Linked DNA regions of Danio rerio: region 1 is linked to region 2. The links are chromatin contacts, called in public Hi-C maps. All regions are on one chromosome and are shown on one strand. Each heading gives the region's core, a stretch centred on a gene start, on an enhancer-like site or on the middle of the called end of the contact. The rest is flanking DNA. Distances are from core to core; before and after follow the strand shown.

Region 1 (6,707 bases), core at 357-2,856, 45 kb after region 2:
GTTCTGAAGCATCTAGTGGGCTGGAGTCGGCTGGAGCGGCTACATACGCTCCGCCACTGTCCTGCCCAAACCATGAGGGCAAGGTAAGCACAGACACATATTACTGATGGGACAGTACTGATGATGAGAGCAGGACTGATCCTCCTGTGTACTAAATATTCAGTACAGTACAGAAAAATATACTTCAGTACAGAACTGAATACTGTAGAAAGATATTAATGGGACATTTGCAGATTTAAATTGGGTAGTGTTATAATTTGTAGTTTTATGTAACAGAAGCAAGCTAATTTGTAGCACAAGCGAGTTCTTATTTTAGTAATTCTATTTTAATAAAACATAAAGCATTGCCTTATAATTTAGATTTACTTTTTAGTTTTAAACTCAAGTACCATTATCATTAAGTATCATTTATTTTTGTGCAATAAAAAATATATAATAGTGCTTAATAATTGTAGTGCTTAATCACAAATGATTCATTGTGATTAATTGCATCCAAAATTACAGTTTTGTTTACATAATATGTGTGTACCCTGTGTATATTTATTATGTGTATAAATAAATGCAAATACATGCAAGAATATATTTAAGAAAATTAAATATAATAATAGATCATATGTTAGATAAGAATGTAAATAAATGAATGTACATAAATATTTTCTAAATATAGACTGGATTTACATACAAATTTATTATATACGGTACAGTACAGTTCTCAGCATATATGCGTACACCCCCTTCAAATCTCTCATTTAAATTAAAAAAAATTTTTATAGAATTTTTTGCAATATTATATTTGTGCATATACATTAGTTTAGTCAGTACTGAAGCTAATCTAACAACATAACTTACAATAATGGTTCAAAAATTAGTAGCCCAAATTTATATGTTAGGGGAAAATATTAAATACAATTTTTTTTTTAAATTAGCAAAAATCAAGAGAAACTAAAAATATTTACTATTTTGTTCAAATGTTGTAATTTGTAAATTTTTTTTGTAACATTTTGCATGAATTTAATTGTATTATTTTTCCATTTCTAAAGATGTTCTGTGACTAAAATACTATTTTAATAAATATATCTGTTTAATAAATCTGTTTTGTTTAAATGCACCAAAATACATTGCGAATATTCACTAAGAAGTGGATAAAAGTATTCAATTTTAAAATGGGGTCTACTCAATTATGCTGAGCAATGTATACATATAGATGCACACATTGTAAAGGTTTGTATTTATATGTACATAATTAATAAGAATTGTACACACATATATTATGGAAAAAAGACTTTTATTTTGCATGCGATTTAAACATTTGACAGCATGTGTTTCTGTGTGTGACCAGAAAAAGCTTATGTTTTATATGTTTTATAATTTATTTATTTATTTATTTAGGCAATCATTTCTTTGTTAATCTATCTATTTATTTGTCTGTTTATTTACTTGGAATGATTCAATATAAAAATTATTTATGTGTCCATTATTTTCAGTAAGTTTTTGTCGCCCTCTGCAGGTTATGGAGTTTTACTGCGAGTCTTGTGAAACAGCCATGTGTTTGGAGTGCACTGAGGGGGAGCACAGAGAACATGTGACCGTCCCACTGCGGGATGTTCTGGAGCAACACAAAGCGGCGCTGAAGAACCAGCTGGATGCTATTCGAAACAGGTTCACACTGCCAAAAATAATACCGAGCTCACTGATAATCTGAGCCCAGGAGCTACAGCTCATTCTTAACTCTTTCCTTAGACATCCAGTCAGTTGGACTGCAGGCAAAAACTTTTTTCATGCACTTATTAATTTTTGAGATTAAGGCTTTTTTGGTTTTTCATCAAGTATTTTTTGTTCTTATGTAAACCAAACATCCAAAATACACTTTCTGTTTCTTTTGTCTCTCTTTTTTTGTCAAACTTTTCATTTTTGTCTATAGATTTCATTTACAGGGATTTTTTTCCAGACCACTTTTTGAACATGAGTATTTTTTTACTATACTGAGTCTTAAATCTGGCAACGCTGTGGCGCAGTAAGTAGTGCTGTTGCCTCATGGCAAGAAGGTCGCTGGTTCAAGCCTCGGCTGGGTCAGTTGCCGTTTCTATGTAGAGTTTGCATGTTCTTCCTGCGTTCGCGTGGGTTTCCTCCGGGTGCTCCAGTTTCCCCCACAGCCCAAAGACATGCAGTACAGGTGAATTGGGTGGGCTAAATTGTCCGTAGTGTATAAGTGTGAATAAGTGTGTAAGGATGTTTCCCAGAGATGGGTTGCAGCTGGAAGGGAATCCGCTGTGTAAAACATATGCTGGATAAGTTGGCAGTTCATTCCGCTGTGACGACCCAAGATTAATAAAGGGACTAAGCTATAATAAGAAAATGAATGAATGAATGAGACTTAAATCTCCACTTCATCAGCCCTCACACACACACACAAATAGGGATTGATTTATACAAAATGATGTCTGCAATTCCTAAAGGGACACTCCATGTTTTGTCAAAAACAGTTTTGTTTCTATTAAATCTATTCAGCCGATCTTCAAGTCTGGCAGGAGCATTTTTAGCTTATCTTAGCATAGATCATTGAATCAGATTAGACCATTAGCATCTTGCTAAAAATATATATATTTTTAAAATTCCTATTTAAAGTTTTAATCTTCTGTAGTTACACACATACTGTATGGCCAGGATCTAAACTCTCATTCTGACATAATAATACAGAAATGTTGCCCCCGTACCATGGTTGCAGCAGGCATAATAATATTAAGTAACTAGTCCCCAGCTAAGCAACTCGGTATCAGATCTGTGTAATATCATTGTACATTACTGAACTACTGAAGAGTCAAGCTTTAAATAGGAAAATTATCTGAACCTTTTTGAACGAGATGCTAATAGTCTATTTCAATTCAGTGATTTATGCTAAGCTAAGCTAAAAGTACTCTCACCAGACACAGAGATCATCTGATTGGACTCTAAAATGGGGCAGTTGTTAAATGAGCAAATGTTTCCCCAAAAAAGTGGAGTGTTCCTTTTGTAACCAATCAGCTAAAAAAGTTTGGACAACTATTAGCTTAGTTTTTTTTTTTTTACCATATTCACCTGGAGTGTCTTGTCTTAAGTTCACTGTGACTAATATCTGTTAATTAACAGTTTCTTCTAGTTTATGATTCAAGGGTGTTTTTGTTAATTTGTGCTTTCGATTCATATTATGGCATGTATAAACTACAATAAAATAGTTTCATCTTTATGGAGATTTTTAGAGATCATCAATCAGAGAGTTTGTTGTGGTTGTGTGTTACAGGCTTCCTCAGCTGACGGCAGCCATCGAGCTGGTGAATGAGATCTCCAAACAGCTTACAGACCGCAAGAATGAGGCCGTGACAGAGATCAGCAACACCTTTGAGGAGCTGGAGAAAGCCCTGCACCAGCGCAAGACCACCCTCATCACTGACCTGGAGAACATCTGCAGCACCAAGCAGAAGGTTAGAAACCTGCCGCTGCTAGACAGATAATACATTTTTAAAATAGTAAATGGTAAATATTATTCCCTCATTATCTTTATGAACTGTAACAATGTTTATTTAGCAGGAACATTGATTTTCTACTTTTTAATGTAGTTTTAAGAGCAAACAAGGAAACAAATATAACCCTCTGAAGGAAAAAATTTAATTACAGTACGATAAATTGCCTGATAGTGACTTCAAAATATAATAATTGAAGAAATAAACAAAAAAATCAATTTTATTTTTAAATTGACATTTTATTTGGATTTTTCATGTAATATTCATTAAAATAAATAGTCAACTATTTACAGATAAAAAATAACTTTTATTTAAGATTTTTCAATAATTTATGTTTTTTTTTCAGAACAACTACTTGCCCTACAATTTTACCCCTTACAGATGAGAAAATAATAATAAATATAGTATAACAATTATAAAAATAAAATAAGAAAAATTATACAAAATAAATAAATAAAAAGCACTGCCATCATAAATACTTTTCATGGAATACATTTGTACATAAAGTTACATTCTGTTACATTGCAGTTACCTCAGATTCAGTGATATGTTAATTAACCTCTAAATGTACATCTATAAATATGTTGTAATACTTTTCCACCTCTTTAAAAAAATATCTTTAAATGAAATATGTCTTCATTTTAGACATTTAGTCATTTTTTCCATTACATAGACCTGTTTAAGTCTCTAAATCCACTGAGCCACCTTTGGAGGACCTTCCATCCAATGCACTGTTATAATTTTTGCAAGCAATATCCTATTTACTACTTAATACTAGTACAACTACTACCACTACCACTACCACTACCCACTACTACTACTACTACTACTACTACTACTACTACTACTACTACTACTACTACTACTACTACTACTACTACTAATAATAATAATAATAATAATAAAGATTATTAATTAAATATTTTACTGTCTTTTATTTTACTATTTACAGATTTTTAAATAATATTTATTTTTTAATGTAATATTCTGCACTACTACTATTACTATTACTACTACTAATGAAGATTAATTAATTAAATATTTTACTGTCATTTATTTAAATATTTAACTATTTAAAGATTTAAAAAAAAGACATTTATTAAAGCAGTTTTTATATTTTGATTAAAATAAAATAATATTAATAATAAAACAATAATAATAAATAAATCATCTGTTTACAGATTTGAATCATTAAATTTTTTCATGTAATATTCTGTAATAATAATAATGATGAAAATAATATAAAAAATCTACTATTTACAGATTTGTATATAAAAATGTGTTTTTAGCTTTATTTAAATTGTTTTAAAAAATTTGTAATTTTAATTTATTATTCAAACAGCACAAATCATGAATCTTGTAGACATTTTTGAAAGAAAAAGAAACCACAAAAAATTAAACAATAAATTACCTCATTGTGAACAACAACAATTGCTGTTACTATATACAGATTGTTTAAAAAAAGTGTTTTTGCAGGTTCTTCAGGGTCAGCTGGCTGCTCTGATGCAGGGAAAGGAGAACATCCAAAGCAGCTGCAGCTTCACGGAGCAGGCGCTGAACCACGGTAGTCCCACTGAAGTACTGCTAGTGCAGAAACAGATGGGCGAGCGGATGGGGGCTCTGGCCCGGCATGCTTTCCCTGAGCAGCCGCATGAGAACGGACACCTGGACTGTCAGGTGGAGACCGAGGGCTTGCGACGCTCTATACAGAACCTAGGCGTCCTGCTCACCACCAGTTCAGTGGGTCACACCAGTGTGGCTACTGGAGAGGGACTCCGACACGCTGTTGTAGGACAGAACACCACTGTTACTGTCACCACCAAGGTCAGTTCAGAACTTTCAGAACTATACTAACAAATGAAAACTAAGAACATTCTAGAACTTTCAGAACTCGACTTACAAATGAAAACTAAGAATATTCTAGAGCTTTCAGAACTCGACTCACAACTAAATCCCAGAACATTCTAGAGCTTTCAGAACTCGTCTTACAAATGTAAAATAAGACAATTCCACACTTTCAGAATTCAGCTTACAGTACATATGAAAGCTAAGAAAATCCTAGAACTTTCAGAACTCTACTTACAACTGAAAGCTTAGAACGTTCTAGAGATTTCAGAACAAAACTTACAACTGAAAATACAAAAGTTCTAGTTTCAGAAGTCGACTTGCAACTAAAAAAAAAAAAGTTCTAGAGCTTTCAGAACTTGACTTACACCTGGAAGCTAAAAACATTCTAGAATTTCCAGAACTCAACTTGCTACTGAAAGCTAAGAACATTCTAAAGCTTTCAGAAATTGACTTACAACCGAAAAAAAAAAAATTCCAGAGCTTTCAAAACTTGATTTACAACTAAAATCTAAATAAATCCTTGAGCTTTCAGAACTGGACTCAAAACTTAAAACATTCTAGAGCTTTCAGATCTCAACTCTATGAACATTCTAGAATTTCCAGAAGTTGTCGTATTACTGATAATTAAGAACATTACAGTCAGAAATTTTTTTAATTTTATTGTAATTTTGCAGGAATTATAAAGAAACATATTTTAATGCTAAGTTGTTTATTAAAATAGAATTTTAAAGCAAATATACAGTATAAAATAGATTTTTAATTAAATTATATATTACATTTTCTTTAGACAATTTTTTGCAGGTATAACAAGATTGTTACAATGTTATAACTAGTAAAATGATTTAAAAAAAAATTAAAAATAATAGCTTTTTATTAGTGCAAAATCTAAATTATAAAATAATAATTGTGAAATAAATTTACATCATTTTTAATTTTTTTTATTTTATTTGTTTATTTTTGTTTATGCTTAATTTGTTTCGTAAAAAATGACAAAAGGTCAGCATTAAGTATTAAAATTTTTGACATTGAATAATATTTAAGTTAAAACTATAATATTTTCTAACACGATATTGGTTTAATCTATGAAAATCATATTTGAAATAATTTTCCCCTTGAGAATGGGTCATCCTGCTGCTAGATTTAGCTTTGTGCCACAAGTCTCCATCTCTGTTGTTCAGGATAAAGATGGTGAGTTGGTGAAGACTGGAAACGCAGCTCTGCGAGCTCAGATCAGCGGTGCAGACGGAGGCGTCACTGAAACAGACGTCACAGACAATAAGAACGGCACATATGAGATCGGCTACACACTGCGCAGCGAGGGTGAGTTCTCCTTCTCCGTCCTGCTCTACGGAAGACACGTCA
Region 2 (6,880 bases), core at 379-2,878:
GATAATGTTTATGTGTTCCTTCTTAATGCTAACTGTGTAAACAATTATTGAAGAAATGCTTATGATACCCCTGAAACCCCTGTTTGTTTACCTTCAAGCTCTGCTTGACGCGTGCACGTGAAGGAGCCGGTGAGCGACATCACACACATATTATGACTAACTCGACATCTGAAAGTGTTCCTTAATATGTTTTTATATAAGTTGTTTACAATACTTGATTCCACAGAATTTGTAATGTAGACAATTGTGTAAACATTTAATCGCGGTTCACGTTTCTGCCTTTGGATGTCTCACAAAGCATCTGCATAAATGCTAAAACTTTAAATAAAAGTAAAACCATTTCTATGTTTACAAATACAAGCGCTGCTGTTTATGGGTCATTTCTGGTTAATGATGTCAGAATTTACCAGTATTTTGGAATGGATGTGGGAATGGTTTTTTCTGGAAAAATGATGGAACGTCCGTGTCTGTGTGAACACCTTTTTTATGAATTTACCGGTAAAGTCATACTGGAATTTTTGGATATTTACCAGTATCACTGTGTGAAAGGGGCTAATGGCTGTTATTCTTAAGTATTTCTTCTTCGGGTTCAGCAGAAGAAAGAAAATCAAACAGTTTTGGAACAAGTGGAGAATGAGTAAACGAAATTCATTTTAGAGTGAACTATCAGAAATTAGGGAAAAAAATTAACAGGGGGGCTAATAGTTCTGACTTCAACTTTACATATATATATATACAGTATATATATATATATATATATATATATATATATATATATATATATATATATATATATATATATATATATATATATATATATATATAATGGTTATATTTGACTTTAGAAAAGGTGTAAGAACTATGTTTACATGTCCTCTCTCTGCTTTAGGAGAACCTCGATCGAGACATACTGGAAGTGAAGCGCAGGCAGCGAGAGGGTTCTCAAAATGCAGCCAAGCGACGCTCCACTGCCACCTGCTCCTCACGAGACAAGGACATTGAAGGAGCTGCTTTGGAGTCCATTCTACAGAGGTTCAACAGTCGCCAGTCCCGTCGCAGAGCAGGAAATGCTTCACCCACACTAGGGAACCTTACTGACATCCTCCAGGAAAATCGTCCCGCTGACAGGGCGGTCAAAAGAGACAGTTGGATCAAAGGTGCCCTGCAATCCTCTGTGATCAAGGAGAGCTTTGAAAGGGAAGAGATGCCTAAAAACCCACAGATTACAATCTCAAGCCCGGCGCATGAAACCCCCAGTACCCCCAATTCCACAGTCAATCAGAGACTCTCGGTAACAACAGAGCAGGATGAGGATGATGTTCAGACTGAGAAGGAGGTGCGCAATATGAGAGAGGTGTCAAGGAAAGTTTTACAATACCAGTCTAGTAAAAGCAGCATTTCATCTGGCGAGGCCCTTTCACCGCTCCTGTCTCCACGCCAGACATTCTTCCAGGAAGACAGAAGACAGCTGCTCATAGTAGCCATAGAAGAAAACACTGCAAACTCCAGCTCTCTGTTGCAAAACAGCCAGATCATCAACCGCCGGCACACGATCTCACTTCCCGAAGCCAACTGTGGAAACGCCAGCCAAGAGGACATATTCGTGCCGTGCAATCTGAATGCATCTCCGGCTCCCTCTATAGATGCTATTGGGAAGGTGAAATCTTTGGATAGTGCTATACTTTCCACACAACAGAACTCTACTGTTAAAGACTCCAATTCTCAAAACGAATCACAATCCACTGAATCACCACAATTAGAAAAATCAGAGGCAAAGACTGAAGACACAGTGCCTAACATGCAGTTTAATGGTGGGAAAAGAAACAGCCAGACAGTATCCTTTAAAAGTGCTAAAGAAGGCTTTAGCTTTATGTCTTTATTTAAGCGCTGGAGGGAAAAGGACAAATCGAAAGAGCTTGATTCTGACAGTGTGGACCCATGATTTAAAAACATGTATATATATATTTATTCAGACATTCCTGCTGCATGTATGAAAAGCTAGTTTGGTACTTCGTGATGGATAATTTCCTTGTCACCTATTTAAAAAGCAGGAGTTTGAATGTGTGGAAAACAGTAAGTTTCACCTGCAGTGCTCTTTATGCAACACAAGGGGGCAGTACATGACATACAGTTGAAGTCAGAATTATTATTTCTAATCATAATAGTTTTAATAACTCATTTCTAATAACTGATTTATTTTATCTTTGTCATGATGACAGTAAATAATTTTTTATTAGATATTTTTCAAGGCACTATAGCATAAAGTAACATTTAAAGGCTTAACTAGGTTAATTAGGTTAACTAGATAGGTTAGGGTTTTTAAGCAAGTTATTGTATAACGATTGTTGTTCTGAAGACAGTCAGAAACAAAATTACCTTAAAGGGGCTAATAATTTTGACCTTAAAATGGTGTTTAAAAAATTAAAAGCTGCTTTTATTCTAGCTGAAATAAAACAAATTAGACTTTCTCCAGCAGAAAAAAATTTATCACGCATGCTGTAAAAATTTCCTTGCTCTGTTAAACGTCATTATAAATTAAATTCAAAAAGGGGCTAATAATTCTGACTTCAACTGTATATCAATGATTCAGACTGCACTGTGTCTCAAATTGTTCTCTTTTTTTTTTTTTTTTTTTTTGCCCATTTGTGATTCGAGTCTATTTTGTGACAGTCTGTGAACAGCATGAACCATCTGCAATCTGATCTTTTTCATTTTGATTTTGGCCACCTTAATACAGTATGTGGTCCTAAAGTTGATGTCACTACAGAAGATCAGTTTGTACCAGGGGTCACCAACCTTTTTAAAACTGAAAGCTACTTCTTGGGAACTGATTAATGTGAAGGGCTACCAGTTAGATACACACTTCTCAAATAACGAATTTGCTCAATTTACTTTTAATTATATGTTATTATTAATAAATAATGATATTCTTCCGCGAAGACACTGATCATGTTAATGATTTCTCACAATAGTTGTCAACAATGATTTAACACGGTAGGAAACAGATAAATATCAGTATGCAACACTTTATTTCTATAAATCTAAAGTATTTACATTTTAAAATAAGTACTTCTGCAATATTTTTACTAGCCACTAACAATTTTGAACACATCATGCACTACAATGTACCGTGTTTGTTCAGATGATCAATTGTGTAACAAAAATCAACTTTCAGATTTTACTGAAATTATCACCAAATCTACAACATTTTTAACATTCACTCTTTTAAACCACAGAAGTTGCTCCGAGTTTGACATTGGAGAAAGTGGAGTTTATAGTCGTTAGTCTTTGTTTTGCTTTTCAGTCTGAAAATGTCTTGTTCTCCTAATCAAAAAATGTATAGATCTAAACAAGGCTTCGGTTGCAGTTTTTTGAGGGGTTTTCACAGGTCTCGTGAGAAAAGACTGCTGTTTTTACAAACTGTCCTTTAATTCACTGTAAATTCCTATTACTAGAAACCTGCAACCAGATAGAAGAAGCTGAAACTCTGAGTGTAGAGGATGAGCAGTGTCACTTAAGATTTAATTTGTAATTCTCTTTAGCTGCCTGGTGTACACAGCCTCTAGATCTAGATAGCCTCTTACTGGACCAATTAACTATTTGTCTCGCTCTGCTGTCCCCATATGAAGAAAAAAAGAACTCTTTCTCCTATTCACTCTGGAAATGATCTGCCATTTCCTGCCATGTTCCTGCACCCGCAACCATTGCTGTGGAGACCGGCTAGCTCTGATCTAATATGAAATGTTTTTTAAAGTTTATATATATATATATATATATATATATATATATATATATATATATATATATATATATATATATATATATATATATATATATATATATATATATATATATATATATATATATATATGTCATTTTTAAATTTACAATAATGCAAGTGTGATTTAAAAAGAATAGCTTAAAAATTATAAGATGTAGCTTACTGGTAAGTGGTGCTATGGTGAGCTATTTATAGAACAGGCTACCTGGTTTGGTGACCCCTGGTTTGTACAGTGCATGTCTATATCAGGGCTGGCCAAACTTTTTCATATAATTGGTCAGAAACCAAATATTATTATGAGCAGTGGGCCGAAGAAAAATAAAAAACTATATTACATTAAAGTTGCCTTGGATAATTTCCTAATTTATTTTGTAATATTTAAAAATAAATAACAAAACATTACTTTAAATGACATTAATTGTATTAACTAATGCAGTATAACTTTTAAAATTATAAGCATAACAGTGAACAGTGGAGTTCAATGCTGAATACACTATTCAAGCATCTGCCTTTGCATTGATTTGCTCCCTAAAGTCTCTGCATTGTCCTCCATTCACCAGTTGACAGTATACGTACATTTAAACTAAATCTGATGTATTTACAATATTTAATCGAAAGATTTAATTTCAGTTAGCTTTTAACAATAAAACAAACAAACAAAAGGTTGCATTAGATTTGAAATGACGATCTCTAAACCATCTCCATCATTCTTTCTCTCTTCTGGGAGATTTAAATCAAAGGTTACCATGGATCAATTTTGGCCTGAGGGCCCTAGTTTGGCCACCTCTGGTCTATACACAGTACATATAGTCAGCACCTTTTATCAAAATTGCCCTAAAACTACTGAACAACACAAATTCTTGTCTTATTCATGTAATTTGTGAAAAACATTTTTGATTCATTTCAAATGCTGACTACTGTGTATAACCATATATACTCATTTTAGTTATAGCAAAGTCCCTTCAAGGCAACTCATTTCACTCGGCGGCCATCTTTAAAACACCTCTTGGGCAGTATGCTTGGGCATTCCGTCTGAATGGGGAAACATCAAACTCTCCAAAACGGCTTGCCAGGCTTACCATTGACGTTCATATTAGGAATCACAAATAAAATGAAACAACAACAACTTTCCCTTTAGTTTCATTTCTAAACATCCAAATCACACAAAATATACAGAAACTCACTTCTGGTCTGAGCCCCTCCCATGGAGTATCGTCAATCTATAGCGATCGATGATTGGCTCCTGTACTAGAAGGCAGGCTTTATTCACCAAATAGTAATTGATTGTTACACTTTTCCCCATTCAAAAAGATACGAGTGACACATTTTGTGTATTCTATAGTCTTTAGTTGTAGAACTGCTCTATTCTGAACTTTGATTAGTTAGAATCAGATCTTAATACATTAATAAACATAAAATAATTTTTAAACCCAAATAAAATTCTAAGATCTGATCCAAGAAAACCATAATTGACCACTACTGCTTGCATGATTGTAGCCTGTATTAAGTTATTGATTTTTACTCTTTGTGTCGACATGTGGATTGTTTAAAGATGGCATATGCATTGTCATGTGTGGAGTGATCAAATGCAACATAATCTTCTTGTACATAACTGTGCACGATGTTTAACACTTTTTTTGTTTACATTGTTCGTGTTACACATGTGCCGTGTACTCAGTGGTGTAAAGTTACAAATTACAAATACTCAAATTACTGTAACTAAGTAGTTTTTCTCAGAAATTGTAATTTACTAAGTAGTTTTCTAAATTCGTACTTTTACTTTCCCTTGAGTACATTTTTAGTGCTGTATCGCTACTTTTACTCCACATCTTTCCTTCACCCTGCAGTCACTACTTTATTTTTTCTTGTCTATGGGGGTTAGAACAATCAGTCGTGTGATTCCTGCTCAATCAAATCGCACATAGAAGGTAAATCACTTCAGCATGAGCTACCTCAGGACATGGCCAATTTATAATCGCAGCAAACTGTACGGAAGCGTTAAAACTGTCTCAGATGTCCAAAATCTTTACACACATTGACCCAGAGACTGTTTAGATGCATGTCATACTGTAATATGACCATAATGGCCTTAAACACCCAGCAGGCACAAGGCGCCAACATGGCGTCAGATTGACGTTGTACCCCAACGTCGTGGGGGTCGTTGCATTTTGTTTGGAAATGAAAATCGGGTTGACATCAGAACCCGACGTCAGGCCAAAGTCAATGTCCAACGTCAAACCTAAAATCAACATCTAATGATGTTACAGCTTGAAGCTGTGTAGATGCTACCAGTATGACATCTATCATTGGATTTTGGTTGCCATACCTGACGAATAAATGTCAGTATTTGACGTCAATATAATGTTGGTTTAAGATGTTGGCTCGACATTGGATTTTGCTAACTTTCTAACACAACCTAAAATCAATCAAATATCAATGTCATTTAACGTCGTTATTGGACATCAAAATAACGTCCTTAGACGCTGGATGGACATTTTGGTCACCTGATGTCACAACCTAAATCTAAGCTAATATTAACGTCTTATGATGTAGTGTGCCTGCTGGGCAGTAACTAAATGTACTACAGAATGTTACGTTTACACACATCCACAAATTACATGTAACTGCATCAACTTTTTACAGCGTAATACTCACTACTCTTGAGTACTTTTGAAAGGTCTACTTTTTACTCATTGAGTAGTATTTACAACAGATACTTTTACTCTACTTGCAGTACATTTTTAGGCAAGTAATGGTACTTTTACTTACGTATGATTCTTCAGAACTCTTTCCACCACTGTGTGTACTTGCTAGTAATAACACTAAGTTACAGTACAGGCATGCATTATATAGTTAGTACAAGTAGACAATTAATATCAGTCCTTAAATGTATAGTTACACCCCAACAAGGATACCATAAAATAAAGTGTAACCACACAATGTTATGGTAAGATTAATTATGCCCTCAAGTTAAATTTATATACCAAACAATAAGAAAACACTTTGGCATACTTGGTTGTCACGGACCACCTAAAATTAAGTTTAGCATGAAATTACATTAAATTCTGTCAGAAATGTGTTGTTGGATAAATTATAGTA

Evidence for each region. Hi-C and Micro-C count contacts between places; a contact is called where the count stands out from the background.
Region 1: a contact with region 2 is called in a Hi-C map of an unstated tissue, with 7 times the contacts expected there. The contact joins two enhancer-like sites. A contact is called at or near these places in 4 of 18 Hi-C or Micro-C datasets (caudal fin, embryo, hematopoietic stem cells and 1 more) and 1 of 4 datasets of contacts at active chromatin or transcription factors (caudal fin).

Annotation. Positions count from the first base shown.
Region 1 is chr15:34,941,890-34,948,596 of GRCz12tu, forward strand. It overlaps trim3a (tripartite motif containing 3a), which reads left to right. Exons shown (of 14, transcript XM_681203.9): 3 at 1-83; 4 at 1,508-1,659; 5 at 3,278-3,458; 6 at 4,974-5,321; 7 at 6,524-6,707. Among named protein-coding and RNA genes, the nearest start is that of trim3a, 36 kb to the left of the region's middle. Within about 2 kb of position 1,607, at least 22 of the 62 cell types and tissues checked have an H3K27ac peak or open chromatin away from gene starts, as enhancers often do.
Region 2 is chr15:34,897,308-34,904,187 of GRCz12tu, forward strand. It overlaps fhdc4 (FH2 domain containing 4), which reads left to right. Exons shown (of 13, transcript XM_073923859.1): 13 at 890-2,936. The coding sequence ends at 1,942. Among named protein-coding and RNA genes, the nearest start is that of trim3a, 8.3 kb to the right of the region's middle. Within about 2 kb of position 1,629, at least 5 of the 62 cell types and tissues checked have an H3K27ac peak or open chromatin away from gene starts, as enhancers often do.